Linked DNA regions of Mus musculus: all the other regions are linked to region 7. Evidence: chromatin contacts called from public Hi-C and promoter capture Hi-C data. All regions are on one chromosome and are shown on one strand. The core of a region is the stretch at or near the end of the contact, and the rest is flanking DNA. Distances in the headings are between cores, read along the strand shown.

Evidence for each region. Promoter capture Hi-C pulls out the DNA fragments that hold promoters and counts their contacts. A called contact is a pair of places that touch in the nucleus more often than the background predicts.
Region 1: a contact with region 7 is called in a promoter capture Hi-C map of pre-B cells. The contact joins the promoter of Arid4a here to the promoter of Klhl28 in region 7.
Region 2: a contact with region 7 is called in a promoter capture Hi-C map of pre-B cells. The contact joins the promoter of Pcnx4 here to the promoter of Klhl28 in region 7. A contact is called at or near these places in 1 of 39 promoter capture datasets (pre-B cells) and 1 of 484 Hi-C or Micro-C datasets (CD4 T cells).
Region 3: a promoter capture Hi-C map of pre-B cells shows a contact between it and region 7. The contact joins the promoter of Mipol1 here to the promoter of Klhl28 in region 7. A contact is called at or near these places in 2 of 39 promoter capture datasets (cranial neural crest and pre-B cells), 3 of 484 Hi-C or Micro-C datasets (B cells, CD4 T cells and pre-B cells) and 1 of 9 other capture datasets (pancreatic islet).
Region 4: a promoter capture Hi-C map of pre-B cells shows a contact between it and region 7. The contact joins the promoter of Brms1l here to the promoter of Klhl28 in region 7. A contact is called at or near these places in 2 of 39 promoter capture datasets (cranial neural crest and pre-B cells) and 1 of 484 Hi-C or Micro-C datasets (rod photoreceptor).
Region 5: a contact with region 7 is called in a promoter capture Hi-C map of pre-B cells. The contact joins the promoter of Foxa1 here to the promoter of Klhl28 in region 7. A contact is called at or near these places in 3 of 39 promoter capture datasets (cranial neural crest, maxillary cranial neural crest and pre-B cells).
Region 6: a contact with region 7 is called in a Hi-C map of B cells, with 3 times the contacts expected there. The contact joins the promoter of Sec23a here to the promoter of Klhl28 in region 7. A contact is called at or near these places in 13 of 39 promoter capture datasets (the 3T3-L1 cell line, the C10 cell line, the HPC-7 cell line and 8 more), 33 of 484 Hi-C or Micro-C datasets (B cells, CD4 T cells, CD8 T cells and 27 more), 1 of 115 datasets of contacts at active chromatin or transcription factors (astrocytes) and 1 of 9 other capture datasets (adipose tissue).

Annotation. Positions count from the first base shown.
Region 1 is chr12:71,014,180-71,017,230 of GRCm38.p6, reverse strand. Arid4a (AT rich interactive domain 4A (RBP1-like)) reads right to left here and starts at 1,264. Exons shown (of 24, transcript NM_001081195.1): 1 at 1,070-1,264; 2 at 83-140. The coding sequence starts at 88. 3110056K07Rik (RIKEN cDNA 3110056K07 gene) reads left to right here and starts at 1,408. Exons shown (of 4, transcript NR_045055.1): 1 at 1,408-1,724; 2 at 2,724-2,775.
Region 2 is chr12:72,535,073-72,538,443 of GRCm38.p6, reverse strand. Pcnx4 (pecanex homolog 4) reads right to left here and starts at 2,087. Exons shown (of 11, transcript NM_026327.3): 1 at 1,905-2,087.
Region 3 is chr12:57,228,385-57,231,685 of GRCm38.p6, reverse strand. It overlaps Mipol1 (mirror-image polydactyly 1), which reads right to left and starts at 1,261. Exons shown (of 10, transcript NM_001164370.1): 1 at 1,075-1,261. It overlaps Prps1l3 (phosphoribosyl pyrophosphate synthetase 1-like 3), which reads right to left and starts at 1,274. Exons shown (of 2, transcript NM_001037746.3): 1 at 1,075-1,274.
Region 4 is chr12:55,834,845-55,837,896 of GRCm38.p6, reverse strand. Brms1l (breast cancer metastasis-suppressor 1-like) reads right to left here and starts at 1,531. Exons shown (of 10, transcript NM_001037756.3): 1 at 1,252-1,531. The coding sequence starts at 1,393.
Region 5 is chr12:57,544,595-57,547,678 of GRCm38.p6, reverse strand. It overlaps Foxa1 (forkhead box A1), which reads left to right and starts at 1,568. Exons shown (of 2, transcript NM_008259.4): 1 at 1,568-2,015. The coding sequence starts at 1,944. It also overlaps a transcript of Ttc6 not described here.
Region 6 is chr12:59,010,425-59,013,620 of GRCm38.p6, reverse strand. It overlaps Sec23a (SEC23 homolog A, COPII coat complex component), which reads left to right and starts at 1,604. Exons shown (of 20, transcript NM_009147.2): 1 at 1,604-1,775. Gemin2 (gem nuclear organelle associated protein 2) reads right to left here and starts at 230. Exons shown (of 10, transcript NM_025656.5): 1 at 8-230. The coding sequence starts at 144.
Region 7 is chr12:64,964,184-64,967,383 of GRCm38.p6, reverse strand. Klhl28 (kelch-like 28) reads left to right here and starts at 1,848. Exons shown (of 5, transcript NM_025707.3): 1 at 1,848-1,975. It overlaps Togaram1 (TOG array regulator of axonemal microtubules 1), which reads right to left and starts at 1,642. Exons shown (of 20, transcript NM_177805.3): 1 at 1-1,642. The coding sequence starts at 1,407.

The DNA of each region.
Region 1 (3,051 bases), core at 15-2,514, 6.1 Mb before region 7:
AAAGCTGCCATTCCACAACTGCAGCCTCCGGACTGGCAGCGTCCGGGGCACAAGGCTAAGAAGAAGAGTTGGCTCCACTTACCTTCATCTTGACTGGTGACCTGTGGGGTTCCAGCTTCCTCGAGTTCTCTTCCCGGGCGCTAGAGCCAAAGCAGGGAAAAGAGAGGCAGAGGATCAGTCCAAGGCGGGGTGAGACCCGGAAAGAAAGTAAACAAATGCAGGCGGGGAGGGGCCGAGCTCCGCGGCCCCCGGGACAGACCCCCGTCGGGCAGCCAAAGCCTGGCGGGCAGTGAGCCCCACGCGCGCCAAAGGGCAGCGCGTCCCGCCCCTGCCCGGCCGGCCGGCCCACCGCGCCCCCGCCTCGTCGGCCACTCGCAGCCCCCTGCGCCCCGGCCTCCCGGGTCCGCGCCCCGCCGGGCCCCGACTCTAGCGCGCGCCCCGCCTCCGCCGCTCGGCCCCCTTGGCCCGCCCCGGCCCGGCCCGCGGCGGCGGCAACGGAGTGTCACGGCGCCATTGCTCTCCTGCCTCCGCTCTGCACCATGTCAGGAAGGAGAAGCGCTCCTTCACCCGGGGGGCAGGGGCGGCGGCCTGCGGCGGCGGCCGGCGCGGGGGGACCCGGCGGGGGAGGCGCGGGGCGGGGAGGCGGCAGGACAGGGTGTGGGAGGGGAGCGAGCCGCACCGCCGCAGCGGCCGTCTCCTCCCGCGCCCGCCTCAACTTTTTGTACAGCCCGGAGAGGCGCGGGCACCCCGATCTCCGCGGTCCAGCAGCGGGTCCTCGCCAAAGAAGCACAGCAGAGTTGGGGGCCGGTTCTCCCGGCAGCCCGCTCCTCCAAAGCAAACTTAGCGGCGCGGCCAGCCCCACAGCCATTTTCCCGGGGAGGCGGCGGAGGCGGTCGTGCCCGCAGTTGCCGCCGCGACTCCAGGACCCGATCGCTGCCCGGCGCCCCGGGCACAGCCCGCCCTGCATCCCCCTCTCAGCCTGCGGAGCTCCCAACTGCACCGGGACCCCATCGCGGCAGCAGCTGCTCCCGCCGCTTTGCCCATTCAGCGGCCCCCGCTGACTACCTACCTACTGCGGGTGCAGAGCGCTGTCAGCTCTCCAGTCTGCCGCCCCACTGATCGCCGTGGGTCCCCGTCCGGGCAGCACCGCTCCCGGCCGCAGCGGCAGTTCCTGCGCCGGGTTCCCCCACTCGCCCCGATTTACTGCCACAATCCACCAAATAACAAGCTGTTGAGCAGACTCGCTTCTACACGAACTCCTATTGGCTGCTCATGACGCCGAATAGCTTCGGATTGGAGCTCGCTGTCTGCCTTTCTCATTGGATGTAGCTGGGAAACTTCCATGATTGGTGCGGAAAACAGCAGGTAGGATAGCTTCCACTTCTGATTGGCTGTATCCGAACACGCACGTTATTGGAGGATAGAGGATTGAGTAAGAGAGCCCAAAAATTTGATTGGAGGAGCCGACTCCGGATGTGCTTGACTGAACACTGATTGGAGAACAAGGGGTCAGGAAGAGCAGTTCCGCACGAGGATTGGGCGGTGGCGTGTCCCATGGAAACGGAATCCAGAACTGCAGCCAGGGTTTTTCACGGGGGCGGAGCCGGCTCTTCCCCAGGCGCCTGCGCCTAACCGGTTCCCCGGCGCCATTTTGTCCCGGCAGCAGCAGCCCGCAGCTCTATCCCATTTTCTGTGTCTGGAGGGAAGGACGCGGACTCTCTCGGGTAGGTTTATTTCAGTGTGGCACCGGCTTACCCTTCCCTCCAGGACAACGCCTAGCGAAGGGTGGAGGAGTCACGGAGTCGTCCGAGAGGTCTGTCGGAGGCTCCCGGTGTCGGGTGGCCTCGGGGGTGGCGCAGCGCTGGGAGCACCGGAAGCGAGGGCGGCCATGGGAGCCGCTGTCCGCCGGCGGCGGAGCGTGGCTGGGGGGGCGTGGAGGAAGGGGGCGAGGTCGGGGGCGCACGTGTAGGTGAGTAAGCGGCCCTTTGCGCCCCTTCACTCGGGATGGCGGGATTTTACTGACACCCCCCCCCCTTCCTCCCGGCATAGCTCTGTCTCCCTTTGACATTGCATTTCGGAAGCTGGGTTGCGGTCTGCAGACACCAGGGGCCCAAGGTGGCAGCCACCTTGGTAAAAGACGGAGGAGGTGTGGTTTCTAGAAACGTCTTGCGTGGGGAAGAAGAGTTATTTCCTCCAACTGTGAAGCTTGGAGGAAACGTGGAAGCCCCGGCTTTCGGAATGCTGAGGAATGTGCCTGCCAGGACAGACGCTGCTGCCACTATGACCTTAGACAAGCGACTCTTGTCACTGCATGAGGCGAATACTATACTATTTTTTCGAAGAAAGTATTAATGCTTCAGGAAGGAACGACAGTTTCTTAGATGAAAGGGTTTTCTGGACCAGATAGACATGGATTCTGTCGTCAGCACATTGTCTTGTTAAATGACACAAAACTTAACAATTGGGCAACAGCTTATGCCCTAAATTAAAATGTGAAATGTTAACCCCAGTAAATTGCACAGTTGAGTACGTCTGAACTAACGCCATATCAACTAGTTAATATTTGTTGTTTTTGTTTTTTCAAAATTTGTTAAGATTGTGAAGTGTATTTTGGTAGTTTTACTAAGTCATGTCTATCTTTTTAAAATCTGCTTAGTTTTGGTGATGCACAAAACTAGAAAATGGTTGAGTAAACAGTTGAGGATTTTTGTTTGTTTTTCTAGAGTTGTGCTGAAGACAACAGACACCTCCATGACAACCCAAAGTATCACAGAGGTGAGTCCTGTGTCTTTTGAAATCTTGTGACTTGGGACAGGTGTGTGCTGAGATTTTCTGTAGACTAGAGCCAAATACTAGGCTACGTGACTGGTTGTTGAAGATGTTTTGTTAGTTCAAGCTTTCAAATGAGTCGGTTTAATTAGCTTCCTGATGTTATACCCTAGAGAAAGCCACAGATAAAAAGCATCCCTAATATTCAAGCTCACCCATTCTGGGCTCCTCCTTTCTGGACTCTGGTTTTTGGAGACAGGATTTTGGTAGTCCAAGCTCATG
Region 2 (3,371 bases), core at 838-3,337, 7.6 Mb before region 7:
TTCACAGATCCACCTGACTCTGCTTCCTGAGTGCTGGGATTAAAGGCAGGAACCACCAGGCAAATTCTGAGGATTCTTGAATAGAGGACTTGAAAGGAATATAAAAAGTTATAAAAGGTAAAACCTGATACCCAAGCTGGCCTGAGGACACTGGCACCTAACACTCTTGAACGAGAGCGGTTAAGAGCCCAGGCCATCAGGGAAGTGAAGCTATTTGCAGAATGGCAAAAGGCTGCAATTAGAGATCTGCATCTCAGCTATATTAATTAATTAACTAGCTAATTAATTAATTCTCCCAATTCAATGATGAAAATACAACCTGGTTTTAAAAAGATAAACTAAGGATAAGAATTGACAGTTTCTGGGTGATAGACCATGCTGGAAATGAAGCTTGCCATGAGGAAATGCAAGCCAAACCTACCATGAGATAGTGTGAATTTCTCTGATTGGCTAAAATAAAAATGAAAGCCTAGAACAAGTGTTGATGAGGTTAATGTAAAACCTTCAAATACATCTAGTGGGGATGTACAGTGAGTGGTGCTATGCTTTGGGAAAAAAAAAAATCTGTCAGTTTCTCAAAGAGCCAAACAAGGGAATTAGCCTCTGACATACCTATTCCATTACCAGGTATTATATCCATGAAAACATGCCTACATAAAAATTTATACAAAATGTCCACGGCATTATTAGTACTGGCAAACTCTTTTTGCCAATGGCTAATGGCTAAATAATACAGGGCATATCTGCCTAATATACTAATAAACAATAATGAATAATACAAGCTGCAACATAAAATTCGCTAGATGCACGCACACAGATCACATGTTTTAAGGTTGTGTTTATATCGAGTATCTGAAATAATTTTGTTGAGACTAAAGATTAGTGATTGCCTACAACTAATAGCAGGAATATTGGGGAGGAGAGAGAAAAAGCAGCTAAATAGAAAAGATTTCTTTTGGAGGTAATCAAATTGCTCCGAAACCAACTTGTAGAGATGATTGTGCAAACCTGTTGAGATGCTCAAAACCAGTAAGCTGTATACTTCCAGAAAATGAATTGTATGTACCTCAGGAAAGCTCTCACAGAGGAGGATGCAAAGGTCCCCTGCCCGGGATTTTCCACAGCAGTTAATAACCAATAGGCATTTCCTAAAGGTAGGAAAGGCATAACCTGTAGCTAGCCTGGGATCCAGGCAGTTAAATCACTAAAATGGCAATATCTGTACTGGATGCTGTGAGAAATTATGGGTGATTGGGTGTGAATGGAAGCAGATATAAAATAATATGAATGCTCTCTCTCTAAACTCAGGGATTTAATGAAAAAAAAATAGAACCATAGTGGAAAAAATGAATAAGGGGAACATGAGAATAAGAGAGCATACAATTCAGAGGTCTAATAAATAACGAATGGGATTCATTTTTAAAAATTCTGGTCTTTGACACGCAAAGGATTATATAGAGACAGAGAAACCTGAGAAACGCGCTATACATATCCAGGAGGCCAAGAATGAACAAATTTTGGTCAGGAGGGCTTGAGACAGAGATAAACCAAGAAAGAGTGATCTTACCTAAGGGGCATAGGCCATGAACTTGATTAGAGTAACATGGCCATCCCTCAGCAGGGCCAAAGGGCCATTCTCCATTTCACAGAGGCCTCTCAGAAATAAAACGTAACTCCACGGGCTGCAAAAGTATTCTCAGTCACATTAAAGCCAAACTGGATCACTACCTCGATCAACTCAATTTGCTCAGTACATTAAAAAGAGCAATAATTGCATTTAAAAGCTGTTTCATGGAGAGCGAAAGATGTTTCTTGAGGTATTAAAAGGTGAAGGAACCCAGTAGTACCCAGGGGTGGAAACTAAGGCAGCAACGAAGTCTCAGGTGTGTTGGGGACGGACATACCTGGAGTCACCGCAGGGGAGAGGCGACGCGAGGGCGTCCTGGGACCACATCTCCCCAGCTGAAGTCGGTTGGGAACTCCTGCCCGAGGATGGATGCGGGCCCCGCCAGCAGCTGACCGGAGGCCTCCAGGACCGCTCCCGTTCCCATGGCTAAGATCAACTGCGCTCGTGCCTCCCAGGGGTCAGTGCGCACGCGCGCTCGGAGGCGGGGCTGTGCGTCTCGTCCCGCCCCCTGCCGCCTGGTTCTGCCGGAGGCGGATTCATGTGTGCGGCACAGCAGCGCAGGGTAGGCGGGGTTTCCTCCGCGCAGGGCCGGGCGGGCTAGTGTTGTGGGAGACGCCCAGACTTCTTCCGCACTGGTGCTCTGGTTCTTGAGCGGCCTAAGCACCACCTCTGAACTCTCACCCGGGCCACGCCCAGACGAAGGAACGTGGTTGCCTTGGTGACGAGTCCATCGTTTGGCAACCTCGAGGCTGGAGAGCTGGATGACTTGACTGTCTCTTGGGGAGCCTAGGCTTTCCAAGATTGGCAGACCCGTGACTCAGAAGTGCAATAAAAGTCCAATCCCCCAGGGTTCGGATACCTCCATTAATGACTACAGAACTAAGGCCATTCAAACAGCCTCAGGGATGGGAATGTTTTTAAATGGTAACATGTGCCTGTTATATTTATATTTTTGCTCTTAGTATTATAGTACTTTGGGCACATTATAAACTATATCCATGTAAAATAATGAACCTGTCTGTGGCAGCGAGCCAGGGCCCAGGGACACAGGTTGTAGATAGTCACCCTAGCAACTGGATTTTTTTTTTTTCAAGAGATCTCCATTCAAGTGAAGTTGGGATTCTTGAATTTGCCACAGGAAAAAAATTCCAGGGCGAGCCTGTATGAAGCAGAGTTGGAGTCTACAAGTGATTTTTTTTTTTTTTTTTTTTTTTTTGGTTTTTCGAGACAGGGTTTCTCTGTGTAGCCCTGGCTATCCTGGAACTCACTCTGTAGACCAGGTTGACCTCGAACTCAGAAATCCGCCTGCCTCTGCCTCCCGCGTGCTGGGATTAAAGGCGTGTGCCACCACGCCGGGCTACAAGTGATTTTAATATAAAATAGAGGGACTGATAGATGTGCTCAATGACAGCGTAAGACACATCAAAGTGTGGGGACTTCCACTTTGCATGTTACGTATACAGTGTTGGTGATGTCTGAGGTTATGTAGGAAGCTCTGCTAAGGAAGTTGAGTGATATCAGAAGGTTCCTGAATTTGGATCGGATTACAACTGATAAAGTAAAAACAGTGTTTTGAAAAATATGTTTATAGTCTTGTTTGGAGAGTCCCAAATACTTTCAGGTTTACAAATACTTAAGAAAGGTGTGAGGTCATAAATACTTAGGCCTTAAGCATGGCTCGCAGGTATTTTTCCATTCTTATTTGAAATGATTCTACATGAAAGGAATACTGCCTTTTTATAGG
Region 3 (3,301 bases), core at 12-2,511, 7.7 Mb after region 7:
GGTTTGCTTCCTTAACAACTGCGGTCCAACCTGCCTGGGGCTGAAAAAACCCAGTGATCTGGGCCCTCTCATATCAATCATTAATCAAGAAAATGTTCCCAATCTGATGGAGGCAATTCCTCCTTTAACTACCCTCCTCTCAAGTCACTCTAGTTTGAGGCACATTGAGGTACGGGATGATAGCCTATGTAATGATTATGTAACTAACTGTCCTTTGATGTGAGGTTCATTCCAGATGGCAATACGAAACTTTGCAAAGTGAGGTAACTCGTGAGACAGGTTAAAACTGTCCTTCTTTAGCTGTCTACCACCATCGGGAATTAACGGACATCAAAACGCTCAAGGAGCCCTTCCAAAGGCCTATTCTCTTAGAAACCTAGTCTATTCTTCTATCTTGTAGTGTCCAACTTCAAGTACTTCACCAATACCACTGGGTGGTGTCATCCTCCAGTTAGAAAAGCCAGCTCTTGGCCGGGCGATGGTGGCGCACACCTTTAATCCCAGCACTCGGGAGGCAGAGGCAGGCGGATTTCTGAGTTCGAGGCCAGCCTGGTCTACAAAGTGAGCTCCAGGACAGCCAGGGCTATACAAAGAAACCCTGTCTCGAAAAAAAAACCAAAAAGAAAAAGAAAAAAAAGAAAAGCCAAATCTTGAATGTAGTGAAGGCAGAGTTTGCAGCTGCATCTTACTAATGTAGGCGCCGGGCATACTGAACTACACTGGGGTTTTTGCTCGCACTTTGAAGGGTGAGAACTGTGAATCGCTCAAGTGTCCCGCAAAAGCACAGAGTGGATCCGCGGTCCCGCCAGGACTGAAACCCTAACTCGTCAAAGCTTAGAGGAAAAACAGCCCACACTTCCGAGTCATTGTTCGTCCCTTCTTAACTTTTGAAAGACTATGACGCCATGAGGCCGAAACCTGGAGAAGGAGCGGTGTTGTCACCTGAGGACGCCGCGACGCGGGCCACGCAGCGCTCCTGCACCTCCAGGGGCCGCGGCCGGAAGTCCCGGGCGGGCTGCAGGCCACCCTGAGGTTCTCCCCCCTCCCCCAGCCGCTCCCGGTCCACGCCGTTACCTGAGGAGCCGCGGGATCCTTAAGCGCCCACTCCGCTCGCGTAGTTGCCCGGTCCTGTGGCGCCGCCACCGAGGCAGCCAATCGTCGCGCGAAACGCTGCGCGTGCCCCTGAGTAACCAAAAAGAGCAGAGCGGGCGAGAGGAAGCGCGCGAGAGCACGCGGGGACGAGGCTGCGCGCAGCGAGCATGCGCGAGTCCGCTGGCTGCCGCGGGGCGGGGCGGGACGGGGCGGGGCTTCCGGCGAGCTGGAGGGCTCAAGGATGGTTCCGGGCTGCTGGAAAGGAAGGCGACCTCGAGGTCGCGTTCTGTGGGAGGAGCTGACAACCAGTGCGCGCTAACTGGGGAAATGTGTGGTTCTCGGGCTCATCCCATGGAGTATCTTCACTGGGCAGTGGTTTCCTTCTGTGCGCAGTGCTTTGCGGGGACAGAAGGAAAGGTCCTGCGAAGTGAGCCAGAGTGAGACTTAGACATCGGCCAATGGTTTCAGAAAAGCTTTAAGGCTGGTGACATTTTGACTTCAGGACTAGAAAGGGTGTACTCAGAATGTTCAATCGCAGAACTTAAAAGAAAGGGCTGAACGCCAGGGATATTTTTAAAGCGAAGTATAGGAGTAATGTGGAATTCTATTAGATGATATAGCTGATAATATTCGAATATTTTTCTCCTTTTAAAGAAAGAGAAGTAGTGTCCCTATGCTGCCCTATCTAATCTAGAACTCCTGCACCCCACCCTAGCCACTGATGCTCTGGTAATTTAGTGTTGAGCTATTGAAGTCACTCTAACTTATCTATTTATTGAGGGCATACTACATGCCAAGTAGTCTTCTGGATGCTGGGGTAACAGTAATAATAGTAATTTTTTACACCCACAGCAGAAAATTATATTTATTTTCTGAATTAATAGACAAAGTTCGTGAAAGACTTTATTTTGGCTTATAGCAATACGAGATCCGTGTCCACCATGCTAATAAAGGCAGGATGGCAAAGTGGCTAGCCATCCAGTCAAAAAACAAGAGAATAGAAAATGGAGCTGGGCTCTATAACCAAAAAGCAGTGACCCATTTCCTCTAGCAAAGGTTCACCTTTCAGAAGTGCCACATACTCCACAAAGTAGGTGACAGGAGGAATGAAGCATGGAAAAAAAGGATGAGATGACCAGATGGAAATTATTTGGAATAAATAGAGCATAATACTAAAAAGAAAAAGTTTCATTATTTATGTAACTAATGACTAGTACTAGTGACTTGTGACAGATTCAGGCTTTAAATGCATTTTTAAATTTTATTTATTACTTTACATTAGTCGGAGTTGAATCATATTTTTATGTAAACAAACCACCACTAAAAAAATATGATTATGGTGGTACACATCTGTAATTCTGAACCTTTGAAGAGTGAACGTGAATTCCAGGACAGCCTGGGATACATAGCAAAAGTTTCCAAAAAAGAGGCCACACTAACTTCTAAACAATGAGCCCTAGCAGGGCAGTGGTGGCACACACCTTTAATCCAGCACTTGGGAGGCAGAGGCAGGCGGATTTCTGGGCTCAAGGCCAGCCTGGTCTACAAAGTGAGTTCCAGGACAGCCAGGGCTACAGAGAAACTGTCTCAAAAAAACAAAAAAGAAAAAAATGAGCCCCCATAAAATGAAAAATTGTGTACTTTCAGTATACAGTAGTGTTCCAGAGATTAAGATAGCAAGGGAAGATCAAGTAAGAAAAACACTGAAATTCAGCACAGCAGACATAAAATCTTGAAGCTCCATATTCAACAGCTGGAATTCTTTGGACTCCAATAAGCTTGCACAACCCTGTGGGCACTAGCTCTCTTGCCTATAAGTCATGTAGCCTTCCATCCACACCTGCACCTCAGTGGATGTCCCACAGTTGTAGTATCTCCAACATCACCTCCCAAGCGTCATACAAGAGCCTCTCTGGACCTCTTCAGGTGTGAAGGGATTTGTGCAGGCCTGTGCTATAACGTTCCAGAAAGCTGAGGAGACCAGCATCTTTCATGTGGCATCTTTCATGCCTGATAATCAGTGCCACTCAGACAAAGCTGCCAAGTTCTTGGCCATTTTGGAATAGAGGTGCAGTGGCCACTGTGTACTTTTAAGGCTGATCTGAGAAAACATTGTAATGGGTGCTTGTTTTATGCAGAGAGTGGTATTCTCAGTTCACCCTCTCTCCATTCAGATGAATTTGCAAATTCTCAAGTTGGAGCCTTTGAT
Region 4 (3,052 bases), core at 282-2,781, 9.1 Mb after region 7:
GATCCACCCCTAAGTCCCTGCCCTGATGCGTGGGTGCCTACCAGGGTCTTGCTAACAAATGTCCATAGCTCCTCTGCTTAGTGGTGGAACTTCATGCCCACCTCTACCCCTCCATACTGGGATTTTAGTCTGGATTGAGTCTGCCCAGGTCTTGTGCACACTGTCACAACTACCATGAATTCATGAGTTCAACTGTCCTGCTGAGTAAGCAAAACACTGTTCTTCAACGGAGATAACTATAAATTTATCCTCATGTTTATTTATGAGTATAATGAGTATGAGTATATAAATGAGTATATGAGTATAAATATTTATGAGTAAAAACTTCATAAATATTTACTTTTGGATGGCTGACTTATCGGCATTACATGCTTCCAAGTATACTTTTTTGACAGACAAACCTGAAAAAAAAAAAGGTGTGAGGTGATACCACAGTCATTAACCTGTTATCAATGCTTCCCATTACACAGCCAAAACCAGGGTTAGACAAAGCCATTCTCAGTCTGTCATATGGTTAGAGGAAGATCCGGGAAATCAGTTCCATTCATTTTATTAAAGTATTAAAAGACTTATAAGGGGTTAGAAACAGCCCAAAGTTACAAAATAACCAAAGCTTGAAGATTCTGGGAATGTCAACACTGCCCACATCTTCCAGATTAAAAACTGACAAAGATTCCAAATGATCCCTCAGGCTGGTCCCTTCTTCGTCTTGAAAACTTTTGGGACCTATTATGAACCTGAGAGTTCCCAAGTCAGTCCTCTGATGACAGTACTGGTGAGAGGCTGACCTGAAAGCTAAGGTTGATGAGTGGCAAGCCCGCCAAGGACCAAGGCAAATTTATCCTCAGCCCCCACAAAAACGCTGACAAAGGTTGCTGAGACTACTAGTAAAGAGGTCGGTGGTGTCAGCTAAGGGACATTTGCAGTCTTCCAGACCAGCCAGCCGGACATTCCACTCCGGAGCCGGTAGCCCCAGGGTACTGCCAGGTGACCCTAGGGCGGGTCCCACAGTGCACAGAATCGCCTCGGGTCCTCAAAGCCTGCGGGCGCCCAGCCCACCGGGAGCCAGAGCCAGAACTGGAGCCCGCGGCGACCCGCAGCTCCGGGTGCCAGACGCCGAGCCAGTCCCCGCCCCTTCCCCATCTCCCCGCCCCGCGCTCGCAGCAGGACGCACCGCCCGGCGTGAGCACCGCGGCCTGTCGCGCGCGCGGCGCAAGGGACCCGGCATCCCCGCCCAGCTGGGTAGCGCACCTGAACTGTCCCCATCCTCCGAGACCGACGAGCTCTCGGTGTCCTCGTCTTCGGAACTGCTCCCCTCGTTCTCCGCGTAGTCCACCTCCATCTCATCGTGATGATTCGTCTCCTTCTTATCCCCTCGAGAATGGACCGGCATTTTCCAACCTCGCCGTCGCTTCCCACTTCCTGCTCCCAGCCCGGCCACTGCCGCTTCGGTGAAGGGCGCGCCGAACGCCCCGACCCACCCGGCCACCGAGCTGGATCCGAAACCCTCGACTCCTCCCCACCCCCGGCCTCAGCCTCACAACCTAACCCGCAGGCTTGCGCTGCGAGCTCTGCCATTGGTCAAGGCTGTCCCGGAGCTAGAGGCGTGGCTTGTCTTGCAAGCGAACGATTGGTTACCGGTGATTACGGCGCGGCCTTCCGCTGTCTGTCGGGAATTGTAGTCCTTAGGCCTCAGAGCTTCAGGGGCTATGGGTTTCTAAGATTCAGCTGCCTTAATCGCTTCTCACTTCGGACTTCAAGTCCCACAAGGCAGGAAAGCTGACATACTGGGACGCAGTTTATAAACTAAACAGAAACAGATTGTGCGGATTTGGTCTGTACTTATCCTTTTCCCGCCAAGTGGTTATCTGATCTGCCTAGCTACTCAAACTGTGAGAAGAATGTGAAAAGATCCTTTGCCTGAAAGGGTCTTTGCATACTCTGTGAGCCTGGAGGGTTACAGAATCGTCTCTTCTACACTAGTAGTACCTTTAGTACAGCTAGTAAACTATTAAATTGAATTGTATGTGTAAGAAATAATTTTCACAAAGAAAATTTCATTGTTCTTGGAATTTTTACAACCAAAACTACAGAGGGGAAGGAAATTTTATCTTAGTATTTCAATCTTGCGTTCTTACTTTTTTTTTTTTTTTTTAATGGAAGAAGCTACCCAAATTAAATTGATTTAATTTCAGGTTCCAGTGAAAAATAAATATTTGACTTAAAAAGATGTCATTTTTTTTTTTTCAAAAACAGGATTACACAGACAAGGACGATGCCATAACTACCATAATAATCGTAACTTATAACCGATCACTTTCACTCTTTATCAGGTTATCTTGGTAAATTCACTGCATGGATTTGCTGAGTTCAATTTTTAGTTTAATAGCCCTAAGGTAGGAGTCGGTATTATGTCCATTTTATCAACAAAATATATGGTTAAAGTATTAAAGGGACACCAGGAAGTAGAATGAAACTTAGCTGTCCTGGAACTTGCTCAGTAGGCTGACCTTGAGTTTAGTGATCTGCACGGCTCTGTCTCCTGGGATTAAAGGTATGTTCCATCACACATAGACTTAAATTTAGCTGAGTGGGATCTGTTATCTCCTAAAACAAAAGATTTTGCTCTGTTCTACTTCCCGGTGTCCCTTTAAATATTTTTCCTTTCTCAGCTTGCTCATTTTCTTACAGGTTCAGAGGTTCTGTCCATTACCATCAAGGCGGGAGCATGCCAGCATCCGGAGGAGCTGAGGGTCCTACATCATCTTATTCAGACTGGCTCCCAGGGAGCTAGGATGAGGGTCTTAAAGCCCATGCCCACAACGACACACTTGCTCTAACACCTACTGCAGCAAGGCCACACCTCCTAATAGTGCCACTTCCTGGGCCAAGCATATACAAACATCACCATCACCACCATCTTCCACACTTCAGACGCTCTCATGTTCCACCAGACGATGGCTCATGTTCCACCAGACGATGGCTATGCTCCGTCCTTTTTTTCTTCTTTTCCTAGCAGTCTATATTCAGCCAATGTGGGTCACTTATAAGA
Region 5 (3,084 bases), core at 319-2,818, 7.4 Mb after region 7:
AAAGATTTAAAAGAACAAAGCACGGAGTGTGTGTGTGTTGGGGGGGGGGTAATCTATTTGGAAGACAAGTGAAAACACATTCCTTCACATGAGATTAATTACCTTAAAAAAAAAGCTTTGCAAACCAAGAATATTTTAGTCTCTTGGTGACTTTAAAGTTAACTTGATTGTTTCTAATGGAAATCTAGTATACCTACAGACTGGAGCAACACACAGGAAGGGCCGCACAGTCACACTTACTTCGAAATGCACGAGGTAGTATACATTTTCACGAACACTTGCAGTCAATGGGGGGGGGGGTAAGCACCTTCTCCAAACCTATCACACACTCTGTCTAGCCTAATCTCTTTGGTTAGTCTCTTTCCGCTGGATACGAGGGCAAGCCACTAACTATGAAGAACTGGAAGAAAGCGAGAGACTTTGAGTGGGGGAGAATTTTCCCCATCTACCCAGGACCTTTTGAGAGTCTGATAGCCTAGCCCTGCTCTTCCAGCTCAGAGACGACCAGGCACCTCTGTGGGCTGACTCCAGCTTCAGGCTGGCACCTCATTTAGCGTGGCAGATGCGTTCCAGCACCCAGGCCCATACACTCCCAGTTTATGCCGGTGTTTAGGAAGATGTCCCCTCCCCCTGACCTTTCTCTATCAGAAACCAGACGGTCGCCTCTAGCTTGGTCCCAGAGGCTGTAGAAGGGGGGGAGGAGGAGGAGGAGGAGCCCGGCAGAGAGGCAGGCTTGACTAGGATCCGCCTGCCTTATCACACAAACATCTGCGCGCAGTTTCTTCCTCTTTCTGATCGCTGCAGTTGACAAGGGGAGTGGAGTGGACTGAGGCGGAAAAAAAAAGTTATGTCATAAAAATATAAAACGGTGCTGTGACTCACCTGCTCTTAGCCGCAGGTACGAGTTTCGTGGCAGCGCCTCCGTTCTGCTCGCCAGGAGCCCAGGTCGGCCTAACGTCACTTTGCTCGGCTGACTCAGATGACTGGGTTTCTAGTGACGAGGCAAAAGTGGGGCTTTTCCCCTCTCCAAGCCCCGAAGGCCGGGAAGTAGGGGTAGTCTTCCAGGGTTGAACTTTGGGTCAAGAATCAGGATGAGGGGAGCAAAGGAGCCAAGTGGACCAAGAGCGGAGTCGTAGTAAGGTCCAGGGGGTGGTGAGCACCTCTAGGAGGGAACTCGGGGTCATTCAGCGAGCACGATCCTTGCGCTGTAGCTCTGATGCCACCACCCAGGTCCTTCTCCCGCAGCACAGCTCTTTGGGTCCAGAGCCCTGGCCTGTCCTCCAAGGCACCGCCTATTTTTCCTTTTCTTCTTTTTTTTCCTTTTCTTTTCTTTCTCTTTTTTTCCTTTTCCAAAGGGGGTCACACACACACCCGCCCTATTTTCCTCTTTCCCTAGCCGCGAGGCTTAAACCAATTATACTGCTTTGTAAACAAAGTGAGGGCCAGGTTTGGGGGAGGGGATGGCGGGAGGGGCGCGGGGGGCGCGCGGCGCTGGCGCGGCGGGGCGGGAGGCGCGGCGGCTGGACTGGCGGGCGGCCGCCTCACAGGTGCACCTCGGGCTTTGTAGGTGCGAGCGTCTTTGTGCGGCGGACAAATGGGGAGAGGACGAGGAGGTGGGCACTCCGGCGACGTAAGATCCACATCAGCTCAACTGCACTCGCTTCGCACAGGCCGCCCGCTCACTTCCCGCGGAGGCGCTGCCGGGCGCCGCGCTCCGCGGCCGCCTCCTGTCCCCGGCGCTGCCCCCTCCCGCCGCGCCGCGCCGCCGCCGCCGCGCACGCCGCGCCCCGCAGCGCCGGGCTTCCTCCTCGCCCGGGTGGCGCTGGGCCCTCGAGCGCTCCGGTGACCGCAGCGGCTCCGCGCCCCTCCCCCGCCCCGAGCAGCGCACCCGCCCGTCGCTCCGCACAGGGTTGGATGGTTGTGTCGGCCGGGCTGGCTCCAGGATGTTAGGGACTGTGAAGATGGAAGGGCATGAGAGCAACGACTGGAACAGCTACTACGCGGACACGCAGGAGGTGAGAGGCGGGGAGGCGGTGGGGCGTCCCCAGAGTCGGTGTCCGGGGAGACTCAGGCGAGGTGGGCTCCTGCCCGGACTGGGGCGGGCGGGGTGGGGGCGGCTCGCCCGAGGCGCGGCTTCCAGTGTGGCCCCCACCCGACCTCTCGATCAGCCCGCTGCCCGCTGGGTCCTGGCGCTTGCAACCAGCGGAGAGTTTTGGGAAACTCTGGGCTTTGAAAACACGGGCTCCGGAAGGGAAGCACTTGTCTTTGCCCGCTAGAGAGCCGGGGCTGGAGCCCAGCCCCGGGAGCCGCGGGCGGGCAGGCGGGCTCTGGCTTGAGTAAAGAATAACTGAGAGAGTCGGTGCTCGCTTACCGGGAGGCCTCTCGGTCACACCATGTAATTAGCCGACGTCTTTGGATAAAAATGATCTGTTGCAGAAGTTGGAGTTTTTCGTAAAGAATGATTTCTAAATTTTATAAAACTTAATTCTTCAAAAGCCATTTGTAGAAAAGTGTCTATTCGTTCGTCTCTAGGACCGCTGGGTGGCGCTAGTGCGAACAGAATCTTTTTCCAGAACTCGGGGCCAAGAACCTGTTTCTCTTCATTGTCCCCTTGGTGGCATGTTCACTGGGTTTATTTTACATTGTGCACAAAAGCATTGCGAGGAGAATCAGGTACAGGCAGGGCCACTACCTATTGAAAGTATTTTCTAGAAACAGCTGCCGATTACCTTCAAAAGTGTAATTACCGTTATCGAAAGCGCTTACCGAGAAAGCCTCGTGCGATCTTGGAGAGAGGACTAGAAATAAATCCCAAAGTACTTTAAGATCTGTACAGAAAAGTACAGAGTCCGAAAAGACCTTCGCGGCGATTTATTTATTCGTTTCTGTGTTTCTTTGGGAACCATCTCTTTTTTGAGTCTTCTTTTTGAAATCTATTCATCTCTTATAGTTTCACATGGAGTTACATTTGCTGATGAACATAAATTTAAGGACGTCAATATTTTCTGTTAGATTACCAAATAAGCAGTTATACGTCAGGACTCTTGTTTTTTAGCCACCTAGTTATTATCTCGACTGCTACGG
Region 6 (3,196 bases), core at 355-2,854, 6.0 Mb after region 7:
CACTCACTGCACTCTCCTCAGATATTCCTGAGGCGTCCTGGGGGGGACCGAGGGATCGAAACCTTCCGTCAAGTCACAGGGCTCCACAGGTAACAACCGTGGCATCAACTCTTCCACCGCAGACTCGGCTGGAACCCACGCCATGGTTCTCGCTCCCGCCAGTCTCAATCGGCGCCCAGAGTAGGCACGGCGCAGGCGCCTAAGCGACCTCCGCCGAGGCCACCGGCTACAGGCGCAAGGGGGCGGAGCCACACAAGAAACCTGCTGGTTGCATCAAGCTTATGGCACCGGTGGTGGAATGTAGCGCTCGAGAATAATTCCTGGCAGAAGTGGTTCCTGAAGAGTTTCTAGGTCGCTCTGTCTAATCCCATTTTCTCGTCTAAAGCTTGGGTAGGCGGCAGGGACTGAGGATGAACTTTGAAATCTTTAATATTTTTAAAATTAATGAACAATATCGCTATAATCGTCATTTTTAGAGTACTAAAGCCTTTAACCATTTGTAAACACGTTACATTCGTCTAAATCTTACAACCCCTTAGGGTGGTGTCTTTCTGACTTCGCGGGGAACAGAGTGGATGAATGCAGAACTTTTTGTTTTGTTTTTCACTTTTTCGGATAGCATCTTAAAGTTTAGTTGAGGCTGTTCTGGAACTCATTAGGTAGCTCAAGGAGTCTCAAACTTGTAGTGATCCGATCCCCTGGCCTCAGCTTCTGGAGTACCAAGTATCACACGAGGATAATTTTTAGGTTTTTGAGACTGTCTCTTCTGTGGCTTAGAAGGGTCTACAGTTTGCAGTGTAACGTAAGCTGGGCTGCCTTTTTTTTTTTTTTTTTTTTTTTTTTTTTAACCTTGACTATTGAGATTACAGGCATGAACCATCACCACTAGCCGAGTGAGATACTTAAAAACTTTAAAATTACTATTTTGCGATTGCTTGTGGGTCGGTGAGGAGGTCAGAATACAACTTCTGGGAGTAAAGTTTCTTTTTCTGCCTTATGAGTTCTAGGCAAGTGAGGTCCCTGAGCCAAGCCTTCTCATTGGCTCTTGACAACACACAGACGAAAACCCAAAATTAGAGGAGAATCCGAGCATCTATTTTCTAGCGAATACTTCAAATAATTGTTAACTCGTGCTTCGTTCTTTCTCCTCTTTGGACACGGATACAATGTCAGGAAAAAAACTTGCAAGAGCCTTTTCTATATACTAGAAAACAAAAACAATCGTTCAAGCAAACAGTAGACGTGAAAGCTACATCTGGTGGTTAACATTTTTTTTCTTTTTTTCTGGGGCTAGCAATGCCCTAGTCAGGTATTTTAACCTTAATCCTACACACGGCCTCGAGCGGCCACATCCCACCCTTTATTACTCCGGTTACCTCCCTTCCTCCACCGCCCTGGCTATCGCATCGCTTCCTGCTAGCCCCGCCCCTTCCTGAATTGTCCCCGCCCTCCGCTTTGCTTGGCCGTCTTTCACGCTCGCCCCACCCTCTTTATTACTCCCGGTTCATCTTTTCCGCCACTCAACGCGCCCATTACCTCCTGCGCGCCCCGCCTCTTCCGGGACTGTTCCCGCCCCTTCGCTGGTCGCCCCTCCCCGCCTCCTCCCCTTTGACGTGGCAGAGGCGGCACCAGCCATGTTGTCCTGGCCCAGGCCCTCCAAGAGGCCGGGGGCGGGGCGGGGCCGCCCCTGATTGCGGTGCCACGGCTGCTACAGGGCTTTGGAGCGGACTGACGACTGTGCAAGGCGGAGGCTGTGGCCGTCACGGAGCTTCTAGGTAGGTACTGTGGTAAGGACTAGCGTGGCAGCCACCTCTGCTCCACCGGGGTCTTAGTCGGAGCTGGGAGGCGGGCGGCGGGCCGGAGTGTCAGGATTGTTGGCTCTGTCCCGGCTGTGCTCTCGCATAAGCAGCGGGGCGTGCCGGAGGCTGTGGCCCAGCGCCGAACCGAGATCGCTGAACCCTGTGCTTGTCATGGCGACGGAGCGCCCTCGTCTTTAGTCCTCTTAGTTTAGGTGGAAGGACCGTAGCAGGATGGAGACCGAGGGTCTGAGCATCTGGCTCTGCACCCACCCCCACCTCCTGGGTGACACGCTTTGCCAACCCTGCCCAAGGCTCCTGTGCCCTGGGGCCTCTAGGTTCGTTTCTTGACTGCCCAGGAGTGCCCTAGACTTTGAACCCAGGTGACTACATCACCTGTAATTCGGCCTTGGGCCTTATAAAGGTTAAAGAAAAAACCACCAGGTATAGCTAGTGCCTGGGGCCTTGATTATTAATGATCAGGTTTCAGAACTGAGCAATACCATGCACTGGGGCATTTATTCTGTCTGTAGAGCTTTACTGTTTGTGGGAGAGGAACAGGAAGAGGTAAATAAATCCATAGGTAGAGTAGAGTTGGAGATGTCTAATTCATCTCGTCAGCTAAACTTCTGTCCTGTCTTAACACAACCCCACCCTAAACCACGGATAGCTAGGCACATTTACTGAAAGAAATTTAAATTTAAATGTATACTAACATCTTCCTTCTTTCCAGCATCATCAGAGGGCCTTTGTTTTTTAATTGTTTCAATGACCAATTTTATTATTGCCCCCAAAATTCTCACATAACTGATGTGAAATTTGAAGGCCAGAGAAGTTTATTGCCCAAGAGCAAAAATTTGTTACTCAGTCTATTTCATTGGAAATTTTACAACTGGGCCTGGGAAGATGGCTCAGAAGTTAAGAGCACTGGTTGCTCATCCACATGAATACACACACATACACGGGCACAGAAACACACACTCACACAGAGAACTCACTACTGGCTTACAACCTCTTGTAATACACTTACACACACAGTGCCTCATTACCTATTTACAACGATTTGTAACACACCCACATACCTTTCATCTCAACCCCCAGCTCACTAGTGGTTAACAAGCAACTCCATTGGTAGAGGATCCACCACCCACTTCTGGCTTCCACAGGTACTGCACACACATAGTATACAGGCAGATACAGGCAAAACACCAATAGACAAAAATGAAATAAATATATATAAAAGAAAACTTGCAACTGAAATGTAGGGAGGTAAGGTGGTAACAGATAACTAATTTACTTAAAATTTGTATGTTTTCCCATTAGGAATGCATAAGGGGGTAAAAATGGAATAGAGAAAACCGATACTATGGGAAGCCTTTCAGGATGTAGGAAAGTGTTTG
Region 7 (3,200 bases), core at 599-3,098:
CCGCTGAGGACCCACTTCTTTCATTAGCTTTAGGAAGATTTTCATGTACTCCTGCTTGATCACCAACTTGTTGTCTGCCAGCACTTTCACAGAAGCCGCTATAACTGGTCCCAAGAACTGTTGCACCTGCTCTCCCAGGCGAATGACCAGCAAATGGAGAACTTGAAGTGTGCCATGGACCACTTTGAAATTGGAATCGTCTAGCAAGTTATACAATAAGCTAATGAAACCAACGAGACTAGCATGAGGGGTCGAACTTGGGTTAAATTTTCCCAGCAACTGCTTTAGTTCTTCAACAGCCTGAGTCCTGTTTTTATAATCTTCCTGATCCAACAGTCTTGCATGGAGTTCCTGGGGAATAATCTCAAATTTAAGATTGCTACTGGAAAGATTCACTACACACGGGGCAGCATCTTCAGAAAACCCGGAGGCTTCTAGCTCCAAATAATAAGGAACCTGACTTCCATACTGGGACTCCAGGCGGCGATTGTAGTGCCTCCTCAGTGCAGAAGGCAAACGCGAGATGTAGGAGTGAAACCTCTCTTGACCAAGTCGTTCTCCAATTTGTTGAAGTGAAGAGAAGGCTGTCTCGGATTCTTCTTCCATCTCCTGATCGCCAAGCTTTCGGGCCAGAGATATTATTACTTCAGTGAGATCCAAACCCTGCAACAAATCCTCAGGAGTGAACAAGATAGGGAGCAACAGCGCAGTGGAAGCTCTAAGCCGGGCATCTGGACTTTCCAGGCCTTGGATGAGAGTTCGCAGGACCTGCCCAGAACTACGCCTAAGACAAATATGCAGGATCTGCAGCGCATCTTTCCGTAGGGCAGGGTTATCTTCTCGTAACGAGACAACGAGCTGAGGCAAAAGCGCTAAACTGAAGGCCTCTTCCAGCTGACCCGCCTCGCCCTGACCCCGAAGAACGTCCGAGAGAAGCTGCAAGCAGAGCCTCTTCTCCTCACTGCCGCCTTCCACAAGCACTCGGCCCAGCGCCCGATATAAGGCTTCCTTGCGGCGGGGAAAGCCAAGCCGGCCGCCTCGCCGCGGCAAGGCAGCCTGCAAAGCCTGGAACGCCTCGGAAGGATCCGGTGCGGTGCGCAGGAGTTGAAGAAGCCGAGTCTCCTCCTCATCTCCGCCCGAGAGCCCACTTCCAGGCCCGGACCAGCTAGTTGAAACAGCCTCCGCCGGTAACAGGAGGGTCGAGGCCAGAGGCGACGGCGTCGCGGGGCAGGAGCCATGATCCCCGGCAGCCCCACGGCAGTAATAGTTTTTCTCGCCTCTCATGGTGCCCCCGGATCGACGACCATCAGTCCCTGGGGCGTAAGGACGACAGCGGCTCAGGAGGCGATAGGAACCAGGGGTCGCAGGAGGCGGCAGCGGGAGCAGCTCGGAAGGCGCGGCCGCCATGGAGGGTCGTCAGGTAGCGAGAGCTGGAGGGAACCATTGCCGTCTTGGGAGGGCTGGATGAAGCCCAGCCTTCCAGTTCCTCTCCAAGCCCCGAGCTGCAGAGGAAGAGAAGGAACGGCTCCGGTCAGCTGCCAGGCCGCTCGGGCCTTCCACTCCCGGAGCCAGCCTCCGGCAAAATGGCCCCCGCTGAGCCTGGGACCCCACAGGCGCCACCCGGCGTAACCAGGGCCACCACGTGACCAAACCGAGCGCTTCCATGGTGATGCACCCAGAGCGGACCTCTTGACCCGGAAACCAATCTGCCGCGGTGGATGCTGGGTTATGTAGTCCATGTAAGGACTTAAAGCATAGGCCGAAGATTCCTGGAAGAGGAAGTCTGAACGTAGCCAGAATGAAGAGGCGGGGTCAAGGCCTTAGACGGAAATGACGCTCCCTTGTCCGGGGCGGAAGTTTTCCACCCCACCCATAAGAGTTGAGGTTTGACGGGAGCAAGAGAGGATCCCATCCCGGGTTCCAGTTTTCCGTGGCTCCTCCTCCTGTTGCTGCAGGTGTTATTCCTGGGACTCAGGTATTTTCCTTTTGCTATTATACAGTGGTGCAGGCTTTGGTGGTGTGTTCCCCGAGTGCCCCAGGAGCCAGAATGCGAGGCAAAGAACTGGACCAGAGCAGGCAGAGAGAGACGACATGTTCTGCACAGTGCTGGTTACCATTGTAAACGTTCTACTCACTGCTGTCCAAAATAAGATTCTTTCTACCTGCAGCCTGCTTAGTAGTACAGGAGAACCTAACCGAGGCCAAGCACACAGAGTACTTTTTTAAAAAAGACTTTCTTGTCGTTGGGGACCTTCCTCGCCCCGCCCTCTTCTCCCTTGCCTCCTTTTCCTCTCTTCACCCGCTGGCTATGGAGTGTTAAAGGCTTCTGTCCCTTTTCATTGTCCGCATCACCAAGTTTTCTTATAGATAGGTAGAATCAGTGTTTTCCCCTTTGCATTAAACGGAGTGCTTAAAGCCTTTATCTTTTAACTCCTCTGTGGGACTTTTCCTTTCGCCCCACCTCCACCTTTCCCATCTCCCCTAGGATACTCCAGAGTCTCTGCAGTCTTTCAGTCTCCTGGAGACGGAGATCGCTAGACAATTTCAGTTGTGGTGCAAGTTCTTAGCATTACAGTCCTAAGAGAATTCTGCACAGAGGATTTAGGTTGATAGACATTATTTTAAGCAAAATGAGAATTTGATAGCTGATGAGTGTTTTTTTTTTTTTTGTAAAAGAAACTATAAATAGACTCAGTTCAACTAAGAGTATCTCCTATACGGCCACACCCCTTTGGGGCATGAAAGAGCAACTTTTTTGTGTGTCTGTATTTGAAACATTAATGCTGAATTACTGTATAGCCCAAGCTGGTCTTGAAGTCTTGACCCTCCTATCAGTCTTCTGATTGTTGAGATTACCAGTGTGCACTGTCAAACCAAGCTTGAAAACAGATTTGTTGTTGTTCGGCAGACTTTTAAAAGAAATAATACAATTACTTTTCAGTGAGAAAAGACTGAGTTATAATTTGAAGTTCCAAGCTTATATTCTTCAAATGCAAAAGTATTTCTGTCCCTCTTTGTATTAAATGGATATCTCTCAATTTTTATTTTATTTTATTTTATTATTTTGAGACTGGGTTTTCCTGTCTAGTCCTAGTTGTTCTGAACTCCCTGTGTAGACCAGGCTGGCCTCCAACTTAGAGATCTGCCTGCCTCTGCCTCCCAAGTGTTGGGATTAAAGCCCTGTGCCACCATACCCAGCT